2 separate regions of the Muntiacus reevesi genome follow, and region 2 is linked to region 1. Evidence: chromatin contacts called from public Hi-C data. All regions are on one chromosome and are shown on one strand. Each heading gives the region's core, a stretch centred on a gene start, on an enhancer-like site or on the middle of the called end of the contact. The rest is flanking DNA. Distances are from core to core; before and after follow the strand shown.

Evidence for each region. A called contact is a pair of places that touch in the nucleus more often than the background predicts.
Region 2: a contact with region 1 is called in a Hi-C map of blood, with 3 times the contacts expected there. The contact joins the promoter of MSTN here to the promoter of ASDURF in region 1. A contact is called at or near these places in 2 of 3 Hi-C or Micro-C datasets (blood and muscle).

The regions. Positions count from the first base shown.
Region 1 is chr3:262,541,539-262,545,600 of mMunRee1.1, reverse strand. It overlaps ASDURF (ASNSD1 upstream open reading frame), which reads right to left and starts at 2,195. Exons shown (of 4, transcript XM_065931916.1): 1 at 2,016-2,195. The coding sequence starts at 2,105.
Region 2 is chr3:262,926,726-262,930,787 of mMunRee1.1, reverse strand. It overlaps MSTN (myostatin), which reads left to right and starts at 1,845. Exons shown (of 3, transcript XM_065927948.1): 1 at 1,845-2,320. The coding sequence starts at 1,948.

The DNA of each region.
Region 1 (4,062 bases), core at 946-3,445:
CTCATATTCAGGCAAGAACTACAGTTACTAAAAAAAGTTTATATCTTTTATTTAAAATAGAGGTTATGTAAAAAAAAATTCACCAAGACCTGAAAGTAATACCAATTTTTCAATGGTTTAATTGTATCTTAAATTAAAAAACAAAAAACAAAACAAATGGAATGAGGAGTGGGTGACCCTTCCCTCCCAATAGCCATGCTTTTCATGATTTACATACAAAATGGTATAGCCAGACAGACTAAGCAAGTAGTAGTTAAGTATCCTACATGGAGGGTAAGTAAGTATTAGTCGTTCAATCATGTCTGACTCTTCGACCGCGTGGACTACCAGTCTCCTCCGTCCATGGGATTCTCCAAGCAAGAATACTGGAGTGGGTTGCCACTCCATTCTCCAGGGGATCTTCTCCACCCAGGGATTGAACCCACGTCTCTGGCACTGCAGGCAGACGACTCTTTCTGGTCTAAGCCACCAGGGGTAGTATGACTCATCACTTTTCCATCTTTGCTTTATTCCTCTTTGTATCTCAAAAGCTAGCACAGGGCTGGCATTCTTGAACTAGGTCTCACCTTTTTTAAGTAGAAGAGGGCTCAACTAAATGGAAACTAAATTTCTTTTAAACTTTTCAGTAAAGATAGCCATACTGCAAACATGACTGATTACACAGTGTCACTAGAGCCTCTAACAGCGTTATTTTGTAAACTCTGATGCCTGGGGGATCTGTTATATGTAAGTGTAAGTGGCATGCTATGATAGTAATCAGAGCAGGCTGTGTGCAGTTTGAAAATTCATTCCCCACAGATGTGTACCCTTCTGCCTTCCACCTGCCAGTCACTGCAGTGACTGATTACAGAGATTGGGCTGAATTCCAAGACTTAATTTGTACAACTTCGTTTTAAGGCTTCGAATAGCACTTTCCCATTCATTTTAGAAATGGCAGGTATACTTTAACACTTCAGACAAGGAAATTGTAACAGAGGAATCAGAGATGTGCCCAAGATGCCAGTGTCAGTTTGGGACAGAACCAAAGTATTATCTCAGACATCTATTACCTGAAAGATTATAGCCATCCTCATTTCAAATTAAAAAAATTTTTTTTTCTTTTTTCCATTTATGGCGTTATATTGGCTCCCTTTTGTGAGGGGAGGAGCAAAAGAGCAACAATGAAATAACATTTTTAGGAGCATAGGTCCAATTAAATGAAGGACAGACGGGAAGAAGGTAACAATGGATAAGGAGATGGATAAGGAGAGACCAGCTGCGAAACTTTTGCAGGATTCCCTATGGCAGATGCAAGGGGCGGGTTTAAGATGGTTAAAAGTGTACACAGTGATAAAGGGAGACCTTACAAAGAGGCCTCAAAAGTGAAACTGATAGAACTTCGTGATGGATGCAAAGATGGGCTCCCAGGTTACTGGCATGGACAACTGCATGGATGGTGCTGACATTTTCTGAGACTACAGGCAGCCGATCTAGGGCTGGTGGTAATTTCTAAAAGTTTTAACTAAGTGTACATAGGAAAAAAACCCAACCATGAATCTCAAAGACATTAAGCGGGAGAGAGGCATAAGCTGTGATTTCATCTACATGATGTGCTGGGAGGGATAAAACTGTCCTGATGCAGAGCAGATCAGGGACGGCCGGAGCTTCTGCGCGCGGGAAAGCATGGCTATAAAGGGAGTCTTTTAGCGTCGAGGAACTTGTCTATATTCCAACTGTGGTGGTGGTCACACAAATTTATACACGCGTTAAATATAGAGAAAACGAAAAAGAGCCAAATTTTACGGTATGATACTTTTTAAAATGTTAAAAAATGGTAATTAAAAAAAAAAAAAAACCAGAACCAACTAAGCTTCCGCCTTACTGCCATCTGGGTCTGACCTCGGGGCAAGTTTCAAGGTGTCCCTTTCACTGTACCTGGGGCAGCAGGGCCAAGTCGAGACTGGACCACGGGGCCACCGCGACTCGTCTCCGGCGGTGAGCAGCCCGAGGGCCCTGTTACCTTGCCCCGCGCTCACCTTGCTGCTGAGCTCCTCCTTGTGCGGGGTCGAGCTCTCAGCAGGGACGAGCCCAGCGCCGTCCTCGGGTCGCTCACCTCGGCTGGGCATCTCCGCAACCACGCAGGGAGCCAGGCCGGCGGCACTCCTGCACTTCCGCGTCCGTCGCCCCGGCGCGTCGGCGCTCCCAGCGGCCCCAGCCCCTCCCTTTCAATTTCCGGTGAGTCCTGTCAATGGCGTCCGCGTGCTCACTGGAACGCCTGCGCAGTCCGGATCTGGGCCAGGAGTACTTGCGCGCGTGCGCACAAGTGATTAGGGCCCTGAACGGACCCTAGCGGACGGGATGTTGAAACGCTGTTTACCCTGTGGCATCTAGTAGACTGTAAATTATATGCGCCCCCTAGTGGTGAATATAAAGAATAAAAGTTCAGTAGAAATACCACTTAATATTTATTATCTAGGCAAAAATATGGAAGCCAGACACAGATTTAAGAGATACACTGTTGGTAATGACCCTGTACAGACTTGGTAAAGTTAATGTTAGTTTGTTGTTAGGGTTAAGAGATAATGCAGGATTCTCTGTTAAATATGAATTTCAGATAAATGAATGAAATTTTAGTATATTGTCCTGTGCAATATTTGCAATATCTCACCCCATGAGAAAAATTATCCCAAACTTGAAAATAGGCAAGAGATTACTTAGGTGTTCTTTCGTAGCTTTTTTAGGTTTGACTTTTTATTGACTGGGCTCATTTATATTCTGTTAGCAGTGGAGGGGTGTAACTGGTAGATTACTGGTAGATATGAAAATAATTTCTACCTGATAGACCAGACACCTCCACAAACTGTGATTTAGTGTTCTTCAAGATATTAATTAGTTTTGCATCTAACTCTGCAATCCTATCCTAATTTTTAAAATTAATATATGTCTCAGTCAGTTCAGTCACTCAATCCTGTCCAACTCTTTGCAGCCCCATGGACTGCAGCACACCAGGCTTCCCTATCCATCACCAACTCCCAGAGCTTGTTCAAACTCATGTCCATTGAGTCAGTGATGCCATCGATCCATCTCATCCTCTGTTGTCCCCTTCTCCTCCTGCCTTCAATCTTTCCCAGCATCAGGGTCTTTTCCAGTGAGTCAGTTCCTTGCATCAGTGGCCAAAATGTTTCAGCCTCAGCATCAGTCCTTCCAATGAATATTCAGGACTGATTTCCTTCAGGACTGACTGGTTGGATCTCCTTGCAGTCCAAGGGACTCTCAAGAGTCTTCTCCAACACCACAGGTCAAAAGCATCAATATATGTCTACTTTCTCATAAACTCTTTGAATTGATTTTTAACTCATTAATTAATGAGTTGAATAAAACTTTGACAAATGTTCATTTTATATTTGTAGAGGGAAAATGATTTTCTGTTTTTGAAAAGTATACTTTAACATAGGATATCTTAAGTTTTCATGAAGATGCCCAAGTGAACCCGTGTGATGGAGTCAAATTTTATGGCTAAGGAAGTGTACCTCATGAGTTGTTTAAACCCAAGAATATCTTTTATTGGCTCTTAGAGTACATCCAAAGCGGTTATAGAATTAAGGTTACTGTCTGTTTTGTCTTTTTACTGATTTTTTAAAATTTTGGTTTTGTTTCTAATTTTGCTTAGCTAAGTTATTCCGCATTGGTAACAATGATTGGGAATTCTGTTTTGTAGCCTAACCATTTTATGATAGGGCTTCAGCAGTGTCTCAGTGGTGAAGAACCTGCCTGCAATGCAGGAGACCGGAGTTTGATCCCTGGATCAGGAAGATCCCCTGGAGGAGGGCATGGAAACCCACTCCAGTATTCTTGCCTGGAGAATCCAGTGGACAGAGGAGTCTGATGGGCTATAGTTCATAGGTTTGCAAAGAGTCGAACATGGCTCAAGTGACTGATCACACATGTACACTTTTGGTGATAATTTTTGGTTGATGGAGATCTAGTCTCTATCAGAAGTGAGAAAACAAAGAATCCAGGTTTCTAGTCTTTTCATTTGTCCTTTGTGAGCTCAAATTAATTAAGAATGTTGTGCACCAACTG
Region 2 (4,062 bases), core at 596-3,095, 390 kb before region 1:
CATTCATTATTACACAGTGGCAAATTGAGATCTGAACTCAGGTCTATCCAACTCCAGGACCTGAGATCTTAATTGCTACACAATTCTAATCAAGTTAAAAGGGAAAAAAAAAAGATTTGATTTGCTCAGAAGTGCATAGGGGCATATGTTACAATTATAGCATTACAAAGATTTATATGTTGAAAAATAAATTTACCAAACAAATAAAACTTTATAAGCCTGATCTAATACTGCTCCACAACAAAGACTATCTGAAATCCTTCACGGCATCTGGTTTGTGTCTGGTTTTCCTTAATCTTTAATGATGGGCAAATCTAATGCATTATGTAAGGCCATTTTTTCTCAAGAGATGTAGATACCTCTTAAGAATTTGATGAAAATGCATTAACTTTTCAGGCTACTGAGTTGCATTTTAGTGCACTGAGGCAGTAAATTAGTGTACAATGTGCGAAAGTAGTGACCTAAAAAATAAATATTTGATATGAACCACTGCACTCTCTTGGGAAAAAAAGTAATGGATTAACTCCCTTAGGAGTCCTTAGCTTCCCCAAAAGTAGTAGGAAAAATAAATCTCCTGTGGCCCGGAAACAGCTTCTGTTTCTTACTAGCTATATTTGTTTAGCTTTTTAATAGTGCATTTGATTAGATCTTGTGGCTCCCAAAGCTAAGGTTGAGAGTTTGATCCCTACAGGGGCCACTTAAATTTAGAGAAGAAAAAGCCCCATTCTCTGCTCCCAAACCTTACCCCAAATCCCTGCCAGGTATCTGTACTCCGGTCAATGAGAAACTGACAAAGGAAGTACTAGGAAGTAGCCCAGTAGTAGGAAGTATAAAAATGTACTAGCCCAGTACTGAGAGTAGAAAAATGGGCACCCTTTATTATGGTGCTCCTTTCCTTTTCTGCGTTCACAATGTTCGGATATAATTTACAGAGAGTAGGTAACTACATTTTTTCTTTTACCACTGGAAAGCAGAGGAAAACTTCATTACCCATCATAAAATTCACTATCTTCTTATTCTATGTCATTCTAAGTTATTCTAAGTTCAAATAGCTGACAATATCCCCTTTGTAATAAACAATGAAAAAACACATCCTCTGAGCAATATTAATCTGCAACTTTAGGATAGGAAGTACCTTAATAGTAGTCAATTGAAACTGAAATACAATTTTCATATGAATAAAAGGTATTATTTAAAAGTAATTCCACGAGCAATTTAATATTAAAGTAGGGTTTTTCATTATGCACTAAGAATTTATTCAGGGAAACAAGTTTCTCAAATTATAGCAGAAAATCTTTTACTAGTATGACAATCTTTTCATTTAAGTCTTCCTAAATAAATCTGTATTTTTTAATTATACAAGACTAAAAATAATTTAATATAACAAATAAAATTCTTTTTACTTCAAATGCTTACTTAAATAATATAAAGTCATTTTATTTTCTGAGGGAAGAACATATCCACTTTTTAAGCATGAAGTGTAAATTAAGATTTATTCACTTAAATTATAATTTTAAAGTTTCACATATAAAGATGAATAAGATCTAAGTGTATATGTTATTGCTAATATAGTTTTTAATTTTTCGAATGTCACATACAGCCTTTATTATTCATAGATTTATTCCTTTTAAGAAGTAGTCAAATGAATCAGCTCACCCTTGACTGTAACAAAATACTGTGTGGTGACTTGTGACAGACAGGGTTTTAACCTCTGACAGCGAGATTCATTGTGGAGCAAGAGCCAATCACAGATCCCGACGACACTTGTCTCATCAAAGTTGGAATATAAAAAGCCACTTGGAATACAGTATAAAAGATTCACTGGTGTGGCAAGTTGTCTCTCAGCCTGGGCAGGCATTAACGTTTGGCTTGGCGTTACTCAAAAGCAAAAGAAAAGTAAACGGAAGAAGGAAGAACAAGGGAAAAGATTGTCTTGATTTTAAAACCATGCAAAAACTGCAAATCTGTGTTTATATTTACCTATTTATGCTGATTGTTGCTGGCCCAGTGGATCTGAATGAGAACAGCGAGCAGAAGGAAAATGTGGAAAAAGAGGGGCTGTGTAATGCATGTTTGTGGAGACAAAACACTAAATCCTTAAGACTAGAAGCCATAAAAATCCAAATCCTCAGTAAACTTCGCCTGGAAACAGCTCCTAACATCAGCAAAGATGCTATAAGACAACTTCTGCCCAAAGCTCCTCCACTCCGGGAACTGATTGATCAGTACGATGTCCAGAGAGATGACAGCAGTGACGGCTCCTTGGAAGATGATGACTACCACGCTACGACGGAAACGGTCATTACCATGCCCACGGAGTGTGAGTAGCCTTGCTAGTGCAGAGCGACGATTCTGCTGACTGTTGTTCTAGTGTTTATGAGAAACCGATCTATTTTCAGGCTCTTTTAACAAGCTGCTGGCTTGTACGTAAGCAGGAGGGAAAAGAGCTTCTTTCAAGATTTCCTGAGAAATATACTAATGAGACTGAAAGCTGCTACATTGTCTCCTTAGAGAGCTCAAAAGCTAAAAATAAAAAATGAAATGCTTGCATAGCATTCATGTTATATAGTTTACACAGCTATAACATGTTTATGTTTTCACAGCTTAATGCTACCAAGGCGAAGGATTGGGAGACAGTAACAGCAGTGTGAAAAGTTTACATGAAATTTCCTAATTGCATTTGGTTGCCTGAAATATGCATTTGTAATAACAGGTTTTTTTTTTTTCACTAATTAAAGAGAAAGGAAGAAATCTGTAGATGTTGAAGCCTATTTGGACATTTGCTGAACACTTAGAATGACTTCTGCTATTCAAAACTATTTCTCAAAGGGTTTTTATGTTCTTCACAGAGCATCTAATTTTGAAAGCTATTACAGTGGAAAGGATAAAAAATATTCTTAATAAATAAACTTAATGTATTAGTAAGAGCAATAAGGAAGTAAACACTGCATAATGATAAATCATGAGCTAATTAGCAGAAAATGCTAAGAAATAAACACTTTAATTGAGTAGGTTATGGCTTACAAAGTTCCCCTTATACCCTGACCATGGTACTATTGTTGAGAGTACCTGGTCTGCACATATCTAGGAGGCACATGCTTAATAACCTTCTAAAATATTATTTTATTCCTTATAGGAGGGAGAACTATCACCTGTATGTACTATCTATGTTGTTTCTGAAAGATAATATGTTTCATACCATTTCTGTTGCAGGCAGTTAAAACCTATACTCAAGGAAAGGGAGACAGGCACCCTAACAGAGAAGGCATGACAAGAAAGATTTTTGTGCCATGTGTCTCTGATCTTGCTTTATACAGTGCTCTACCCACTTTAAACTGGACTCAAAACAGTTTCAAAGTACTGGTTTTTCTTACTAAGTAACTAGGTTATAAGGCAACAAATAGATTTCCTTTAGGACTGTGCTATCAGATAATCCTGGAATAGATTTGCCTTATTTATACACAATCTTGAGAAAACAAAAAGGCAAGGAATTGCTAAGTGCTTCTGCTTACAATGACAGCCTGGCCCTAAAGACAGTGTTTTCTAAGTTTTGAAATAGCTTGAATACAACATCTAAATTTTGGTGCTAATTACCTGCTAGTTTTTTCCCCCTCTTTGAAAGCCTGTCCCAGCGCCCTAGCGTAGCAGATGCACTGTATTTTCTACTAATTCCCGAGCTCAGCTCTTGCTCAGTGTGTCTTGCCCCCAGGTAATTCAGGCCTGGGGGAGGGGTTCCTTTCTCCAGACTGATCGGTACAGCTGCTCCGTAAGTGTAACTCTCAGATTCCCAAAGAATTCTAAGTGGATGTTCTTCCGCAGTGTCTCTTGTTCTCTCTAATCATCATCATTTTAAATTTCATCCACTTTTCATTCCTTAATAGAATTTTCCTTAGTCCACAGTTCTCTGGAAAGGAAGTAGGCTGCTCATAAACAGCTGAAAAAACATATACCTAAAAGATTCTGAAAAGCTATAATAATTGTTGTACTTGATATTTTGCTGTCATGAATGAAATGCTACATATTTTTACATTTTAAAAGACTAAATATGCACACATTATTCCA